Linked DNA regions of Hordeum vulgare: region 2 is linked to region 1. Evidence: chromatin contacts called from public Hi-C data. All regions are on one chromosome and are shown on one strand. The core of a region is the stretch at or near the end of the contact, and the rest is flanking DNA. Distances in the headings are between cores, read along the strand shown.

Region 1 (4,343 bases), core at 1,064-3,563:
GCACGGACAATTATATCTTGATTTTTCGAGGGGGAGGGGATTATATTAGTTAAGGTGGATCATTGCTTTTATAAAGTATGACAACGTGATCCATACATTCTTTATGGAAAATACATTGCAAGTGGAGTGCACTACAAATATTTTTCATCTGACAACGGCATAATTTTCTTTACATGTGAAATTTGATATGCATTATATTTATATATGCAACTGGTACAAATTTTAAACAAGCCCGTGGCAACACATGGACGTTCTACTAGTAGACATATAATTGTCATCACATTTTTACATTTTTTACTAGTCACATGGCAAATCAGTTTTTGTCTTTCCAAACATGGAGATTTAGGTCTTTTTGTAATGCTCCCATGGCAAGCTTTACGAATTGTGCTCCCTCATTCATGATAATTTTGGAAATGTTCCACCATTTGCACATAGAACTTTTACATTTCTCTATTTTCCTTCAATCATGGCAATTTCCGAAACTAAAAATCATGTTTAGATGGAAAACTTGCACTTGTTTTGGTGTACAAGAAATGATTTTTTTTAAATGTTTCTAGTAGTCACTTGGCAAAAAAACTGATATTACTTTGCTTCTTCTAAGAAAGTTATTTTCTACACATGGCAATTTGAGAAATATTTTCTTCATGTCATATTGGATAATACATTTATTTTATATTTTCAAACATGGAAAATTATTGAACATACCATGGCAAAAGAAAATAACATACCATGGCAAATTATTTTACCATATCACACTTTTTACGTCCAATATTTTTGCCATTATCTTACGAAATTATATTTTTGGTACTCTAGCAATGTGATGACTGCAAATGATTTTCGAAATTTGATGCTCTTGAGTAACAATTTCCCCTTAATTTCCGACGTGACCATTACAATTTCTTTAAATATTTTCCATGGTTTTGCCATTATCTTACGGAACAACTTTTTATGGTAACACTAGCTACCTGACGAGTGATGACTACAAAAAAATTCAAATTTTCCCATGCTCTTGAGGAACAATTTCCCCTTACTCTGCCACGTGACCATTACAATTTTTCTAAATCTTTGCCATGATTTTTGTAAACACATTTCTTCTAAAAAATTGCTATTTGATTTTGATATCCAAACACACGACATTTTGTGCTCTATAACATGGTAAATTGTTGTGTATAAGATGGTAATTTATTTAATTAATAAATCTTAAAAATTGTCAAATATTTTTTTAACATATAGGTTGATTTTTATCATGAACATGGCAAGCTTCCTGCTACTTTCTTCATATGAACATTGCTAAACATAACTTACTTTGTACTAACTAGACGACAACACTTTTTTCATACCACATGCCCAACTATATACATATCTGATGACATATCAATTTGCCTATTACCATGGTAAATTATATACATAGCCGATGGCAGATTTGTAGGGAATCTGTTTGTACTAGTCACATGGGAAAAATTTGTATTTTTCCGTTTTCCCTACAACCCATGTAAAATCAAAGATTTTTCGTTGTTTCCCCGCAAAAAAAAAGAATTTTCATTGTTTTTCTACAGATAATTTGGCAACAACTTGTTGTATATCATGGCAATTTGTGTATATTAATCTTTCTGACATACTTTTTTGTAATATTGTCTATTTTCACCTACAACATGGCAAATCTTTTTTTTCAGTTTTCCTCATTTTATTGTATGAAGGGAATGGTGACTGGGCCGGAAGTTCGTGCTGGGGGGGGGGGGGGGGGGGGTGTTTCCTTTTTTTTAACACAGTTCGTGTTGGGGATTCTGGTACGAACCAAAAACACTCGCTCGTCCCCCCTACGGCCTTGTTCGGTTAAGCCACCCACCAGGTGGATTGAAGGAGATTTGGGGGGAATTTGACCTAGATGGGATTTAATCACTGTAAATCTGGAATACCTGTCAATCCTGCACATTTGTCATGCAATCGAACAAGGCCTACGTGAGGAATGATTTGTTTGCGTTGGATCGCCCAGGGAGAATGTCAGTTCCCTACTGAGTACAGACGTCCAAAGGAAAAACCTGAAAACAAGACAATGTTAAGCCTTGGTTCTGAAATAGCAGCGCATGGGCTTATGCAGACCTCGAACCGATCTTGAAATCGGTCGCGCCTACCGGTCTAATTTTGAACATTGCACTGTAGCCATGGAAGTGATGGCTTTGCTACTACTGTGAACACGGAGACTAACGTTGAGCTGTACCGTTGCCGTGGGCCTGCGACATGCGCTCTGCCCGGCTGGGCCTGCATCTGCATGCCTGACTGAGAGCGAGCGATGCATCCCCTCTCCCGCAGTGGGCCACGCGGACGTGGGCGGTAGGCCCGGCCCGGGCGAACCTGTGATAGGGAAACGGCTCGCTGGCCGGCCGGCAGCCGCGGCAGAGAGAGGCAGAGGCAGAGGCAGGGGCACGCAGGCTGGCTTTGCAGCGCTGCCCCCTCGCGCTTTGCGTGGCGGCTCCACACGGGCCTGCCCGGTGGACCTCGTCGCCCAGCCGGTGGGCCTGCCCGGAGCATTTCAAAATTTGCTTTTTTGCTTGCTTAATCTAATTTAATTACTTTATAGTCTTGCTCGATTACTGAATTACGACGTACTGATGCGTTGTCGAAGGGGAGCGTCTGAATTTATCCTCTCAAAAGAAAGAGGGAAATGGGGAAGCATCAGCTGTGCTTATAAACGCCCCGGCAGCTGGAATAACGGCGAGTTAATAAAAAACTAGCCGGTGCAGGCCGCGCGCGGCACGTGCATCGCGCAGGCGACGCACTGCCTCGTCTGCGCCCGCTCATGCGTTCGTCTGCTCTTTGTCCCAACGGACTGCCCGCCCGCCCCCGAGACGGTATGATACGAGGTTTTGCAGGCAGGCAGGCCGTACGTGCGATGGGACACACCATCATGAGCTTTTAGGCTGCCCACGCTCCTCACATTGAGCTTTGCCTGCCACCGTCTCAAAGGAAGACAGCGAGCGGCGCAGCTGCAGCACCCGGCCGGGCAGAGAACGGTGCTACTCCTACATGCATGCAGGGTCCTGCATCCATCCACGCCTGTGCCACGTGAACCTCCCTGTCGCCGCCGCAGAGGCCCGTCCTGTGTGCCTGCCCGTCAAGCGATGGAGGGCGGCCTACCAGTATGTTTGGATTACCATTTTTTTTTTAAATCATTTTTATTAATTATTCAACAAAGGTTTGATAAGAGCATATATCAGATCACCCGAGTTATCACTCACATCTACAAATTCGATAATGTAGAGTGCTCTCATTTTCAACATCTAAAACCGGTATTATCGCTGTTTCATCCACATAACGTATTTGAACCAACAACCGGAGCACCACACCTAAAGTGTACATCACATGCACACGTTTTAGAAGCCGTCATCGAACCGCTCACTCATCTTCAGAAGAGAGATCTGCATCAACCTTGCAGCGCTCGACCATCCAAACGCGAAGACTGTGGAAGATCTGTCGTGCGTAGCACATGCCGACCAAGCATGACATAATGTAGCATGTGTCGGCCAAGCATGATTTGACATCTTAACCGAAACTCCGTGCAAGACGAAGCCGCTACACCCCCTTTGCCTTTCAGTGTTGCTCCACAAACGACGCTTCCAATAGAGAAACGACATCGCACTACCGCCATCGTCCGATCTGGAATACTAGATCCTAGGGTTTCTCGAGTAGCAGCATGAGTGGGTCGGCTATACTTACACGACGATGTCTTCCCTATGTAATGACGTAGAACATCGCCATCGGCATGGTTCTCACCAGCAACCATGTCTCTCCGACTGGCAGCCGGGAGTAGATGACGGATCTTAAGATCTGATCGCCCAGCCTTAGGTCGACCACCTCCAACGAAGGAGAAGGCCATCACCACCATAATCCTTGTGATGCGTGGCAGACCCGAAGTGCCTCCAAGAGCCATTGCCGAGGCTGACGAGAGGCATCAGAAAATGATGTAAGCAACACGCCTAGAACGAGCTCACCTACCACGGTGGCGCCTCTTGTCAATCCCGCTGTGTGCAGCAGAGCCCCTCGACGCGTCCCTACCGATGTTGCCGTCGGCAGTGAAGGGAGTGGTATATGCAGGGGTCGAGTGGAGGATGTGTGAAGGCCGCAGGTGCAGCCTGGCGGCAGCTGCACGAGGTCGGGTTGAGGGAAGTTGGTCCTCGCGGTCCTCGTGTTTGGATTGCCACTGAAGTACATTGATGCTAATGTGGATCATTCGGTCATCTCCAACGCCCAGTGTTAAACCGTATGTAAAAGTATGGATTATGCTGTGCGAACACTTTAAGCTCGCCTGTTGAATGTTTGTGGACCAGTCTATACATTTGAATTTT
Region 2 (4,343 bases), core at 1,206-3,705, 310 kb after region 1:
GGTGGCAGTGCAGCGTGGTGGCGTAGGGTGGCCGGTGGCGCGCCCCCGGCCCAGATCTGGGCCCTATGAGCCCCATCTGGGCCCTAGCGGGTCGGCACCCGATGCGGCTTCGATGTCCTCTGCATGGTGAGGAGGAGGAGCAGCTTGGATGGGGGTGGCGACGCCGACGGTGTGCCTGTTGCAGCGTGATGGCGGGAGCTTTGCGGGCTTTGAGGTCCCAGTCGGGCCTCGTATGCTCCTGCTATTGCGTCTGGTCGGCTACCATCATTAACAGTGGAGGTTGAGCCCTCCCGCATGTCGATGGTGTTGTTGTTCCTAGTCCCGGCTCCTTTTGGTCGCTATGCAGGCCTCTCCTTGCGTTGTCGTGGTGAGACGATGTGGGGGCTTCAAGACCGTGTTGGCGCAGGGTGGAGGTTGGTTTGGTGGCAGGCTCTGGAGCGCTCGAGGTGCAGGCTGGGATCGGGGGAAATCCCTGTCCGCCCGGTCGACGCCGACGCGGTGGCGCCTTTGGGTGCCGTCGAACCTTCCTTGAGGGTGTCGGGGGCTACCCTTCCTCGCGCCTCGTCGCGTACCATAGGAAACCCTTGGCAGCAGCGTCGTCATCGTCGCAGTCCTTCTTGAAGGTGTTGATTGGTATCGACGCTTCAGAGTCTTGAAGCTTGGTGGGAGATCCCTGGTGGGCGTAGCGGTCGCGAGGCTTCCTCGTTTTTTATCTATCCGTCGGTATCGGCATTTATTTCTTTTCTACTTTTTTTTATTTCTTTTGGACGTGATTGTGCTGCTTCCGCCTGAGCACCTATCAATGGATGTTTCGGCTGGTTGCTCTGTAATACAAAGCGGGAAAACCCCTTTTTCTTGAACTAATTAACAAGCTAATCCCATTCTAGTGCGCCTTGGTAGAGAGTTTGTCAAGTTGACTTGGAGCCACAATGTATTCAATCGCATCATCCACACCTAATCATGTGCCTTTCCTTCGATGAGCCGTAATTTTCAAACCCTACGTTTCCCACCTTAACATCCTTCTTAGTAGGCCTAACATTCGTGTGTCTGCCACCATTTTCTGAGATATGCAGGTTGAATCTCATGTTTATGTTTCCAAATTTGTTCGCTAAATTCTTCTCTGGAACTAAAAAATTACATATATCGCCACCACTTGATGCACTAGCCATCGTCGGGCTTCCGGTCTCTTGTCTAGCCATGCAGTCCAACTAATAGTGTCGTTGTCACATGCGGAGATGGCCATGGGTCCTTCCTCGCAAGCCAATCCAGCGAACCGGAGCAGTAGATGTTGAACTCTGGTGGCATCGCTAGAGGATAAGGAAAACCCTAGAAAAGACCTAGGGATCTATTGGAGGTAATATTTTGAACAGTTAAGGCATCCTTTGGTTTTAAGGATTTTGTATGAATTATATAGGGTAGAATTTTTAAAGTAAAAGTTCCTTTAAAGCCCTTTAGTTTATAGGAATGGATTCCTATTACTACGTAGGAAGTAGGATAGAAACCAGTCCTTCACATATCACCAGCAAAATAATATTAACCTAGACTTAATGAAAAATGCACATCCTATGCATCACATGACATCTCTTTTACCGAGATAGCGCCTCCATGGACGCTATGCCTTTCAAAGTCGCTACGTCGTTGATCCAATAAGGCCCCGTTCGGTTCCCCTCCACTCCCGGAGGTGTGGAGCTGGGTGTGAACCGCGCCATTAAAATGAGTGATACCTTGTCCCGCTCCAGGAGCGGAGTCGAGGGAGCGGAGAGAAACCGAACGGTTCCTAAATCAGCAGGGAAGAACTTCCCAAATAATTCCCCTCTGTGTCGAGGCAAACAGCAGCTGATGCTCCTCTTATGATTTTCCTAGTCCTATGATATTTCTTCTTTTTAGACAAAAGCCTATAATCCTTCTTCCTTTTAGCCTAGCAAAAAAGCATACCTGGCCAAACGGGCCGGGCTAAATAGGCCGGCCCGCCAGCCCGCCAAGACAGCACGACACGGGTCTGGCCCGACACGATTTAAACGGGTCGTGCCAGGCACGAGGCACGCCTCGGACCGTGCCTGGGTCTGGAGGCTGGGCACGCGGGCCGACACGACACGGATCGTTTATTTTTTTTACATATTTTTAAATATTTTTAATATATATATACATAATATATTGTCCAATAGGTCTAAAAACAAGCCCATGAGGCTGAAATTATGCAGCCCAGCGTGCTAATCGGGCCAACCGACCCGTTTAGTAACCGGGCCGTGCTTGGGCCTGGAGGCGTAGCCCACGGGCTGGCATGGCACGGCCCGATTACTAAACGTGCCTCGGCGGGCCATGCCAGGCCAGGCACGTTTAGCACGGGCCGTGCCGTGCGGTGCCGGGCCGGCCCGTTTGGCCAGCTATAGCAAAAAGTAGCAGCCAGCAGCGCCACTTCCCAGCCCGGCCCAATACTAGCCCGCCTAATCTGGGCCAACCTTGACCCACCAAACTGCCTCCTCCTCCTCCTCCTGTTCGTCCGCCCCCAGCGCCGTGACGCCGCCGAAACCCCTTCGCCGGCGTCCCGGAAAGCAGACTCTGCTCCTCCTCCTGCCGAAGCACGGCTGCTTTACCCCGCAGGTGTCCTCGTCGTATCCCTAGTCCTTACCATCCACCGGACTCGCGCGGGGATAAGACGCATCCAGGCGCCCATGCAGTCGGCCGCCGCTCCGACGAGGGCAGGGAGCCGCCTCTGCAAGCGCTGCGGCGAGCGGAAGGCCGCGCTCAAGCGGCCCAAAACCCTAGAACAGGTGAGCCTCGCCGGCTTCCTTCTTTAGGGGTAGTTCCATGATTCCAGCAACCGGGCGCCTATGGTTTAGCTGTAGCTTCATATGACCCGATTACTGTAGTTTCAGGAAGTGGTGTCTGATATTTGCTTTCAGATATGTAGGGAATGCTTCTATATTGTCTTCGAGGACGAGATTCATCAAACTATTGTTGACAATAATTTGTTTAAAGCCGGTGAGCGTGTGGCAATTGGAGCTTCTGGTGGAAAAGGTATGTGCAGACCCTGTGTTGTATAAATAACAACGTAATAGATGGTTTTTATGCAATGCATATGTTTCATATTCTCTACTCGCTGAATGATAAACACTTTAGTACCGGCTCCTGTTGATCACTTGCATGTCCAATATTCAAGGTTCCATTTACTCCTTGAGAGCCTTGTATTAGAGTGTGTTATCAAAATGTTTGTTCAACCTTCTCGCTGTTGCAGCAGAGATAAATTTTTAAATCAAGATGATCAATTATTCAAGTTAAAAATATAGGTAGTCATGGGTGATGATAACGGTTCATATATTGGCTGTTTCATAAATATGATATACCCCCCTAGAAAAAATATGACTGCAAATGCTCTTCAGCTTATTGTGTAAATGCTTGCTTATCTATCTTGATCCTGTAGCTGTTTATGACAATATTTTTACTGTTATGCAGATTCAACTGTGCTTGCGTATGTGTTATCAGAGTTAAATAAACGTCATAAATATGGTCTCGATTTGTTCCTCTTATCTATTGATGAAGGAATCACAGGCTATAGAGATGACTCCCTAGAAACTGTTAAAAGGAATGAACTACAGGTTTCTCCCCCTTACCCGATACACATAATTCTCTTGCAACTTTTTACTTCTTTGTGTTTTCTTTTGTTCTAATTTTGGCAGGCGTCTAGTTCATGAAACGTAACCCATTTAAATGCACATTCATGTGTTGCTAATTCAACCGTACAATTCACCTACTGCAGTATGGCCTACCACTGAAAATAGTTTCCTATAAGGATCTCTATGACTGGACAATGGATGATATTGTGAAAGCAATTGGCCTGAAAAACAATTGTACTTTTTGTGGTGTTTTTCGACGCCAGGTACCTCCTACTACCTAGCTTTATCTGTAATGCAATTGCGTGCTCATTGATTTATGAATAATTCCATTCTTATTAGGCACTAGACCGAGGTGCTGCTCTCTTGAAGGTTGATAAGATTGTAACTGGGCATAATGCAGATGACATTGCAGAGACTGTCTTGCTGAATATTTTACGTGGTGATATTGCAAGGTAAATGTTGGTTAATAAATAAAGTATTCTGTTTTTTATCGTTGCTCTCTTTTACAATTTTTGTGCTGGCATTACGCTTTCATCTTATAGGTTAAGTCGATGCACTTTCATAACTACTGGTGAAGATGGACCAATCCCAAGATGCAAGCCTTTCAAATACACCTACGAAAAAGAGATTGTTATATATCCTTTACATGAAACATTTTAATCAGTGTTATTTTTTTATTAACATATGGTTTGTCCATAAAACATGCGCTGATAATAATTTTGATCCTTG

The links. A called contact is a pair of places that touch in the nucleus more often than the background predicts.
Region 2: a Hi-C map of seedling shows a contact between it and region 1, with 2.4 times the contacts expected there. The contact joins the promoter of LOC123397176 here to the enhancer-like site in region 1. A contact is called at or near these places in 2 of 6 Hi-C or Micro-C datasets (leaf and seedling).

What each region holds. Positions count from the first base shown.
Region 1 is chr5H:430,474,853-430,479,195 of MorexV3_pseudomolecules_assembly, forward strand. No RefSeq gene overlaps it. Among protein-coding and RNA genes, the nearest start is that of LOC123397089, 110 kb to the right of the region's middle. Within about 2 kb of position 2,314, at least 3 of the 3 cell types and tissues checked have open chromatin away from gene starts, as enhancers often do. A contact at or near this core is called in leaf and seedling, where this site is marked.
Region 2 is chr5H:430,788,345-430,792,687 of MorexV3_pseudomolecules_assembly, forward strand. LOC123397176 (cytoplasmic tRNA 2-thiolation protein 1) reads left to right here and starts at 2,456. Exons shown (of 10, transcript XM_045091826.1): 1 at 2,456-2,771; 2 at 2,904-3,018; 3 at 3,454-3,596; 4 at 3,758-3,877; 5 at 3,954-4,066; 6 at 4,157-4,249. The coding sequence starts at 2,673.